3 separate regions of the Zea mays genome follow, and all the other regions are linked to region 1. Evidence: chromatin contacts called from public Hi-C data. All regions are on one chromosome and are shown on one strand. Each heading gives the region's core, a stretch centred on a gene start, on an enhancer-like site or on the middle of the called end of the contact. The rest is flanking DNA. Distances are from core to core; before and after follow the strand shown.

The links. A called contact is a pair of places that touch in the nucleus more often than the background predicts.
Region 2: a Hi-C map of tassel shows a contact between it and region 1, with 4 times the contacts expected there. The contact joins the promoter of LOC100283555 here to the promoter of LOC100282140 in region 1. A contact is called at or near these places in 2 of 25 Hi-C or Micro-C datasets (ear and tassel).
Region 3: a Hi-C map of tassel shows a contact between it and region 1, with 2.5 times the contacts expected there. The contact joins the promoter of LOC100281110 here to the promoter of LOC100282140 in region 1. A contact is called at or near these places in 2 of 25 Hi-C or Micro-C datasets (ear and tassel).

Annotation. Positions count from the first base shown.
Region 1 is chr7:8,127,753-8,130,923 of Zm-B73-REFERENCE-NAM-5.0, forward strand. It overlaps LOC100282140 (small nuclear ribonucleoprotein-associated protein B), which reads left to right and starts at 1,728. Exons shown (of 2, transcript NM_001155052.2): 1 at 1,728-2,626. The coding sequence starts at 1,825. The coding sequence ends at 2,616.
Region 2 is chr7:7,744,980-7,748,150 of Zm-B73-REFERENCE-NAM-5.0, forward strand. LOC100283555 (prolyl-tRNA synthetase) reads left to right here and starts at 1,426. Exons shown (of 11, transcript NM_001156455.2): 1 at 1,426-1,767; 2 at 2,252-2,308; 3 at 3,145-3,171. The coding sequence starts at 1,456.
Region 3 is chr7:7,801,665-7,804,835 of Zm-B73-REFERENCE-NAM-5.0, forward strand. LOC100281110 (eukaryotic translation initiation factor 3 subunit 2) reads right to left here and starts at 1,559. Exons shown (of 8, transcript NM_001154029.2): 1 at 1,070-1,559; 2 at 836-963; 3 at 313-432; 4 at 151-240. The coding sequence starts at 1,469.

The sequences.
Region 1 (3,171 bases), core at 478-2,977:
CAGGCAACTTAGGGCTCCATGGACGGCGGCAGAGACTTAAACGCCATGAGCAAAAGCATAAAATCATTTATTTACTTTACATAGCCTAACTTTTGTATTAGATGGATTGTATCTTTATTTTTAGTTTAGGGATTTGGGACTCTTGAAATTTGAGGGCCCTGTTCCAGTGAATAGATTGCACCCCTTCGGCACGGCCCTGCTACCAATCTAGGGTTGCTAATTGCATATACCAATTACCCATGGAATCTCTTAGAATACATACATACTAGTCAGATACCCGTACATACATAAACTGCACTGGTAGAAGCCGGACGCTTTGTTCTAAGCGAGCAGAGTTTAAATCCCTCCATATCCTATTTTTAAGTTATTTCCCGTGGGAGGAGAAACGTATGACGAAACTCACACTTTAAATTTTAACATCGGATCAGGTATTTTTTGTGGTTTGGATCAGGTTTTTTAGGTTGAATTGGATTAGGGGTCCAAAACATGGCTCTTACTCATATCGTGAATTGCTGCAAGCTAAAAACTATGGCCCGTGTCCACCCCATCACATTAGTCGGGTCGGGTATTTTTCGAGCGGTTTGGATTTGGTGGCCCATGCTCAGATCTAATCACTTGAAAAACCTAAAAAATCAATGTATAAATAATTGAACGAATAAAATATTATTTTAGCTAGGGGAGACCCGTTTTTTTGGTTTTTAAGAAACTAAAAATTCACTTTCTATAAACTGAGGCATAAACCGATATGTTTATAACCACCTCGGTTTCTATAAATCAATTTCTTAAAAATTGGGTGCTTTCAGACATGTCCTTAGTAAAAAAACCGTGGCTTCGATGCAACACACAAATATATATCTACTTGATTAAAACTCTATTTCTACATTTTTTATCCTTTATCAGATTTTCTATATATTATGCATACTCTGGAGAGTTATTCTCTCTCCACATCTTTGACTTATGAGAAATTTGAAATAAAAGATGTTTATACATGAAAGTCAAACTAAAGAGGTTGTTCAAGGGTATGTTTTCACTATATCTATATTTTTTATACATTAGAAAGTCTATTGAGAGTTGCTCTCAAGAAGGGTATGTATATTATGCGTAATAACTAATGTGTATCGAATTCTAGTAGGCCAAGCCAAGCACTTATAGATGGTTAAATGAGTCGTGCCCGATGAGTTGGCCTAAGTCACGACCTATTTATTAGTGCCTCGGCATAGTGCGGTACGAGAGCTGGACCGTGCTTGAGCCGCCTCCTCGTCACACAATGCCGACCCAGCACGACACATTTTTTAATTTTTAAAAATAATTGTACAAGTATATTTATAATGTCTATTCACCATATGACACAAACAGACCTTGGTTCTACTGGTTTGTCATGTGTTCCGATTTAATTAAATAGGCTCCATAAGTTAACAGGCCGGCCCAGCACAACTAGCAGGCCGACGTGCCGTACTGCCGTATACGCTGCGCCCATGTCACGCGGGCCGCCGACATGGCCCAATTAGTCCGTCAGGTATAACGGGCCATGTTTTATCGGGTCCGTGCCGGATCGAGCTGGATCGTCCGTTTACGCATCTATACAAGCACCCACGTCTTTCAATTCTTCTCCCCACGGACCCATAGCAAAAACCGACATTGCAAAAGGCCCACAAGACAACGCCCCGCTCCTTCCGTCCTTCGGCGCCTACTTCCAAACGGACAAACCCCATCGAAAACCCTCTCTCAAATTCACAAGGCCCCGCCGCCGCCGCCTCGTCCCCCATTCATCTTCGCCGAAACCCTAACCCTAGTCGCCCCGCGGCCACCCTTCCCGGCGACGCCATGTCGAACCCGAAGGGCTCCAAGATGCTCCAGTTCATCAACTACCGCATGCGGGTGACGATCCAGGACGGGCGCCAACTTGTGGGCAAGTTCATGGCGTTCGACCGCCACATGAACCTCGTCCTCGGCGATTGCGAGGAGTTTCGCCGCCTCCCGCCCTCCAAGTCCTCCAAGACTACCGGTGAACGCGAGGAGCGCCGCACGCTCGGCCTCCTCCTCCTCCGCGGCGAGGAGGTAGTATCCATGACCGTCGAGGGCCCACCACCGCCCGACGAGTCCCGCGCCAAGGCCGCGGCGGCGGGCGGAGCCCTCGCCGGCCCTGGCATCGGCCGCGCCGCTGGGCGCGGTGTGCCCACCGGCCCGCTGCTCCAGGCAGCTCCTGGGCTCGCTGGTCCTGTACGTGGGGTTGGTGGACCCGCCCCCGGCATGATGCAGCCCCAGATCTCGCGGCCGCCGATGCCCAACCTGTCGGCCCAGCCGGTGTCGTATCCGCAGGTCGTGCGCCCGCCGCAGGGGATGCCTCCCCCAATGCGTCCTGGAATGCCGCCGCAGATGCAGATGCCGTTCCGCCCGCCTGGAGCGCCGCCTGCTCCGTTCCCTGGGGCACCGCCACAACAGTTCATGAGGGGACCACCGCCGATGGGGCCGCCACAAGTGAGGCCCGGGATGCCGGGGCCACCACCTCCTGGAATGAGGCCTGGAATGCCTCCGCCACCATTCGGACAGCCGAGGCCAGGGATGCCACCTCCGCCACCTGGCCCGCAGCAGCCTGGACAAAACCCGCCTCAGTAGTTCCTTACCTGTAAGTTCTGAGTGCTACATTATTGAATTCATGGTTGTTAGTTTGCTGGTGTTTAGGGTTGTTTTTTCCCTGAATTGGTGCAATGCTTGTATGTGTATAAACTTTATTGTTTTGTATGATGCCTATTTGATGAGATCTGTTTGTTTGTTTATGACGATTGACGAGAAATATGATATCTGTGTTTGTATATATAGTTGCGATCTTGTGGGGTTCTAACCTAAAACAGTCTGGTGTGCATCGATACTTACCACTATTTTTGATCCACTGCTCAATAGCACATAGCACCTAATTCAGCACCAATAATTGGTGCTGCCTATTTACCTGCCTGTGCAAGATTGCAGGAGCAATGCCGTTATGATCGCATGGAAGTGATTATCCTTTTTCTTACAGGATCTGTTAATTTGCTTACTGGTCATACCATTATGTTTATGATCCTGTTTGTTTACCTTCTGATTTGAATTTTGTTATAAGTACAACTTCACATGTGCTTGTTTGAAATTTTATTGTTAAGCACTTACATTTAACTAAATTCATGAATGCTGGTG
Region 2 (3,171 bases), core at 176-2,675, 380 kb before region 1:
GTATGTAATCAGGTCGAATCTAACTCGGCCGAGTTTGAAGCTATGTGTCTGAGGGTCTGTTCGGATCCATCTGGTGCCAGCTAATTTTAGCTCCTTGGGCTAATAAAGTTGGCCAGTTGTTAGCTGGAGGACTAATAAAGTATTTGTTTATTAACTATTTGATCTTGCTAATAGGTGTTAATAGATCATGACAAGAGAAAAAGACATCTATTAATCAAGACTCCAAACATATCATGGCTAATTGTTGCTAACTAATTATTTGCCGGCTAGTTATTAGGGACTGTTTGGATCCGTGTGGCAAATAGTTTGCCGTCTATTTTTAACATTTTAGTCTCCAACATAAACTGGTTAATAAATTGGCTAATTGTTAGCCGAAGCAAATTATTTGCCCATTAGTCATTTACCCTTGCTAATAGGTGTTAATAGATCGTATAAAGAGAAAAGAACATCTATTAGTCAAGACTTCAAAATATACCCTAAATAATTGTTACTAGCTAATTATTAGTCACTAGTCACGGACAAATAATTAGTTAGAAGGATACAAACATAGCCTTAGCCGCTGGCCAATTGAAGGATTCAAACACGCCTGAGTTTTGGACATGAAATCTTAGACATTTATGTCTCTGACTATTTTGCCTTGTCCGTAGCCTTTAAGCTAGGCCATCGGTATGTGGCCCCAAGGTGGTTATTATGCAGGCCAAGATGAAGGAGCAAATTGCCGATCTGAAGTAGAGCCTAGCCATCTTCAAAAATATTAGACTAGAAGAGGATCACCAACGAAGATTTGACCCACCAGATGGACTCGACCACCAAAGCCAAAGATTCGGCCCACAAGGCCAACGACTTAGTTCAGTACGAGCAAGTACGACTTTATCTCTGACTTGTATAATTTTATACGCAAAATTTAAAACCTCTGTATTGTAGTTTCTAAAAAAAATTCTGAAACTCCATAAGACTTGATTGAGGGTCATGATTAACTGTTTATATGATTCTGAGTTCTTCCAAGGGTCAATCGACATTTAGAGGCTAGATGACTTTCTAGATCGGATAAAAAAGTCAGTCAAGCTTGCATTTGGGGAAAAAAAAATCTAATATCATATTGAAAACTCTGGCACTAATCAGACTCGAGAGAAACGAATTTCAATCCATTTCCTATTTAATTCATTTCGCATAAGCTGAGGCTTGAACTAAAATCAGACATATAACAGCCATTCCCTGTATCCATGGGCCACGACAGCCCATATACACCCAACAAAGACACCCAGTCTTCGGGCCACGACAAGAAGCGGTGGCGGCTGGGGCCTTGTAATGAGAAGGGCCGTTTCCCTGGTGATAGTCTAGTTAATGGAAGGAACAGCTCAGCCCAACGTAGCCCACTAAGGCTAGATGGCTATAGCACTAGCGTTTGGAGGCACAGAACCCCCCAATCCAGGCGGGCAATCCCCACAGGCCACAATGGCGTCGCTGCTGCGCCTCCCCTCGCTGCTGTCCCCGTCCAAGCCCCTGCTCCGGCGCCGGCTGCCGGCGGCGAGGCTCGCGGCATCCGCCGCATCCAGGGGTCAAGCCTCGGCGACCGCGGGCGCGGCGGCGCCGGCGGCCGCGGAGACCCGCGGCGGGGACAGGGAGGGGCAGGTCACGCCGCGGTCCGCGGACTTCAACGCCTGGTACACGGACGTCATCGCCGCTGCCGAGCTCGCGGACTACGGGCCCGTGCGAGGGACCATGGTCATTCGCCCCTACGGATACGCCATCTGGGAGGCCATCCAGGTCAGTGGTCGTTCGCTCCTCCTTCCCCCCGTGCCGTGCGTCATCCTGCGTTCAACATTGCTGGTGCAGTGCAAATATGAAGTAAAAGTGGTTACAGGTGCCTCTGCCTGCGTAGTCGTAGATTTCGAAGCACCGTGTAGCTCGGCTCCTGGCGTTGTCCCATTTGTGCAGATTGGTATGTTGAAGAATGTCGTAGTTGCGTAGAGTGTATGCATCGTGTGGCAGAATGATCCCCAAACGGTGTTTAGCGTGTTTTTTTGTTGATCTGGTGTGATGCCTGTACCTTTCTGTATGAAACGAAACGATATTCTTCCAATCATGTAGTGCAGCCGTGGATTATGGTCAATGGGAGCATCGTTATGCATAACGTGACAAATTTGACATACTGTTTGGCTTTACATCTGAATGCTCCTCTTGTTATGTGATACTTTTCAGTGTTGCACTTCATCAATACCTCAATATTTTTGTTGCCGATTTGTTGTAGGATTATTTGAATGTCAAATTCAAGGAGACAGGGCACAGCAACATGTACTTCCCTCAGGTTCGCAAAGAATGATCTATCTGTTTCTGCTATTATTTTTATGGATTAGGCTGTCTTTGGTGGATTGTGTAAAATAGGGGACGCGGCACTATAGATGACAGATGGGATAGGGGACCTGCTGGAGGCAGCCAGCACTCAGTGATAACACTATCTGATTCAACAATAAATATTTGTTTCCTTAGCTCTATGTTCCAATGTTATATTGTGTTTGATAGGAATACCATTTGTTAATGCTACAAAATGTCAGCTCTCATTGCTAATAAAGTCTGAAAAGGCCTGTGCTTAGATGAAGTTTCAGAAAGTGTAATTTCATCTCTTGAGGGTATGAAATACTAAAACCTCTGTAGAATGGCCATATTCTGGAAGTTCAGAATGCTTTATGCTAGCTTCTGTTAACATGCTTCTGGATGCAAAAAAAAAGATGCATAATTTGGGAAAAGGAACAAAATAAAATGCTGAATTTTGACGATTTGATGATGAGGTTCTCTTTGTTGACACATGGTGGGGGGATTCAGGATAGTAATTTAAATACATGCTCTGACAGCTCTGTATAATGTCACATTCTCCTATGCAAATGATCTCAAGGGAAGTGATATTTACATTGTTCTGTATTCAAAGGAATTGTGTACAGATATCATATTTCATGGCGTGGATCAATCTGTGGCCATTATCTTCCTTGTAGTTTTGTGTTATTGTCATACATTTTCCTTGTTTCAGGTTACTTTTTTTTTTCTCACTAGGCGATTGCCTCATGCTTTATCTGAGTTAGAGTCCATAGTTTCCATTTGTTATGTCTTATGTGTAGGTTCTTATGCTTGTCCCTTCTATTGCATCAGTTCATTCCATACTCATTTATAGAGAAG
Region 3 (3,171 bases), core at 309-2,808, 330 kb before region 1:
ATCAGACAAAGAGACACTTAACAATACCAGCTATATAAGCATCCACTATACAAACTATGAAACCCAAGTGTCAAACAAATTAGGTCAGTAGCCTGGGCATTAGGAAAAGAACATGTATAAATATAAACAAGATTGTGAAGAGGAACATACAGTATCATGAGTGGGAGAGATGTCAACAGCATTAACAGGTCTCTCTGTGACATATGTCTTGATCAGGGTCAGCGTTCTTGTATCCCATAGCTATGCATCGAAAATTGAATGTCAGGGAAACCATAAGTATCTTTACGACAGTCAACTTGAACAAATTCTAACCTTGGCAGATTTATCCAAGGAGCCAGTAATAAAATGTGACCAATCTAGGGATTTTGACAATGATGAAATGGTCTTCTGATGTCCGGATTCCTTGTCAGACTCTTTCAGAAGTTGTCCAGTCTGCACACAAATCAAAGAGCATCCCATGAGTGATGTGAAACAACTCTCCATTGTTATGGAAAAACAATTTAACTTTTTTAACAGCACAGGAAAAGACAGAAAGATCGGCATGGAACCATGGATATATAAAAGCACAGCAGGTTTTATTTTGAATCCCACGTCCCTTTTGATTTACGTATTCCCTCCTTGTGGGTAAAAATGTTGCATTAAATAAATTATCATGCCTTGTTGGATAGACTAGAGTAAAACTAGTAGTAGTCAGAAATGATGTGTTATAGTATGAACACAAAATGCATCACCACTGCCCATAGCCCCGTAACAACAAGCAACTGATGGGGCATTCTTAGGGCTAGATAACCAAATTATAGTGGACACCAGTCCTATCTGCAGCCAGCATCCTAACCTCTGAATCCCAAATGCGAACGGTGGCATCCTCTCCGGCAGTGATGATGGTCCTGTTGAGCGGCCCCCAAACGGCCCTGTTGATCCTTCCCTTGATGCCGGTGATGACGAGTGCAGACTCCTCCGTCTCTGCATGTACACAGGATCTCAAGGTCAAGGATGCTGGCTTGCCATTCAAACGAAACAGCGGAGGAGGCATGAACGAAAGCGTTGTTGAGAAGGAAAAAGCACTGACGGTCGTCGATGTCCTCGGCGATGCGCTTGACCTGGACGGTGGGGACGTGGTCCATGAAGTTGTCGGTGGTGACGACGGCGAGCGCGTCCCCGATGGCGAACTCGACGGACCTGGCGGGCGCGTCGAAGCGGAAGCTGAAGAGCTCCTTCCCCGTGCTGACATCCCAGAGCTTGGCGGTCTGGTCGGCGGATCCGGTGATGAGGCGCGCCGAGTCGCGGGAGACGTCGCAGGTCCAGACAGCGCCGTTGTGGCCGCGGTAGGTGCCGAGGCGGTCGCCGTTGTCGGCGTACCAGACCGTGGGGGTGTGGTCCTTGGCGCAGGAGAAGAGGAGGTCCCCGTCGCGGTTGTAGCGCAGGAACGTGAGCGGGCGCTCGTGGCCCTTCATCAAGATCGGCCTCATCGTGTCTCGCTGTTGCTGGTGGTGCTCGCCGCTGAGGAGGAGGAGAGGGTGGTGGCTTGATTTGGGTTTGGATGCGTCGGCGGCGGCGGTGATGGAAAACCCTAGCGCGTCGAGTTATAGATAGGCCTCTTCACTCCTCTACGAAAGAACACTGGCGTCCGTGTTCCTTCCTGGCCCAGCACATGGTGCTTTCCTGGCCCAGAAATCCGTACGGGCCGGGCCGTGCGGTTTGATCCTTCCTCGCTGCTCATGCTAGATTCGGCCATCTACGCTGCACAGATCACGCAACCGCACACTATGCCGGTTTAGTTTGAGTGACTAAAAATTAGTCCATATATTTTAGTCTCATTTAATCGACGATATATCCTATCCAATCATTTATTTGTTGTAAATCTGCAATCAAACTATCCAAAGCATCAAATTATATCCATTGGTTTCATATGGAAGTGATTAAATGTAAAGCAGGCACTAGGTTTCAAATGGAAGGGGATAATGCAAAATAACAATCATCATTAGATCTAGATTGGATGCATCAGATCGTTTAATTGCACACTTGCACCAGTATGAGTGATTGCATAGGATATTTTCCCCATTGAGTCCCTAAATTGCCAAACAGTGGGACTAAAATAAGGATTAAACTGTTGTAATCACTAATCAAAGGGACTAAATCATATTAATTCCATTTTTGTTCCTCCTTTATTTCAGTTGCACTAATAGTAGGAGAATGTTAAGGGATATTTTGGTCCTCTTATGATTCATTTAATGTGTTCTGAATACTTTAGTCTCTAGAAACAAACATGGTAGGGACTAAGGCCGCGTTTGGTTAGAGGGACTATTTTTTAATCTATGGTTTTTAGTCTCGTTTAGTTCCTATTTTGCCAAATGGAAGGACTAAAATAGGGACTAATTGAGTTTAGTCTGAGTCCCTCACATGGGTGCTAAAAGGGACTAAAGGACAACATTTATTTCAATTGCCCTTACCTAGAAAACCAGCCTGAAACAAGAAAAATGTTATTTCGGTCTTTATGTGTTACATTTAGTATATTTAGAATATGTTTAGTCCCTATAACCAAACAAGTTAGAGATTAAAGTTTAGTCTTTGTACTAAACTTCAGTCCAAAGACTAATGGAACCATACGGAACCTAAACTTTAGTTCTTTAACTAAACTTTAGTCTCTTAACTAAAGAAACCAAACATGCCCTGTGACTATTGACTACTCCCAATTTTCTTCAAGCAATCCGTGTGCTATTCCATTGTTGAGTCCCCACTACTACAGGGATCCTCTGTACAGGCGGTCCGGTTAGCCTCTACACAGGTGGTTCCAGGAACCGCTTGTGGTGCACCGCCTGTGATGTAAAACAACATCACAGGCGGTCAATCAAAAACCGCCTGTGATAGACACACATCACAGGCGGTCCGGTTTAAAAGAACCGCCTGTGATAGACACACATCACAGGCGGTCCGGTTTAAAAGAACCGTCTGTGATAGACACACATCACAGGCGGTTTTAATTATAAGCCGCCTGTATTCCAGAAACAGAATTAATAACAGAATTAATAACAGATTCAAACACAGATTCAAACACACATATTCATCATACAAAGATTCCATACACAGATTCAAACAAGTTCTATAGCAGGTTCCATACACAGATTCATCCACATATATATCAAGTTCCATCATACACAGATTTATACACAT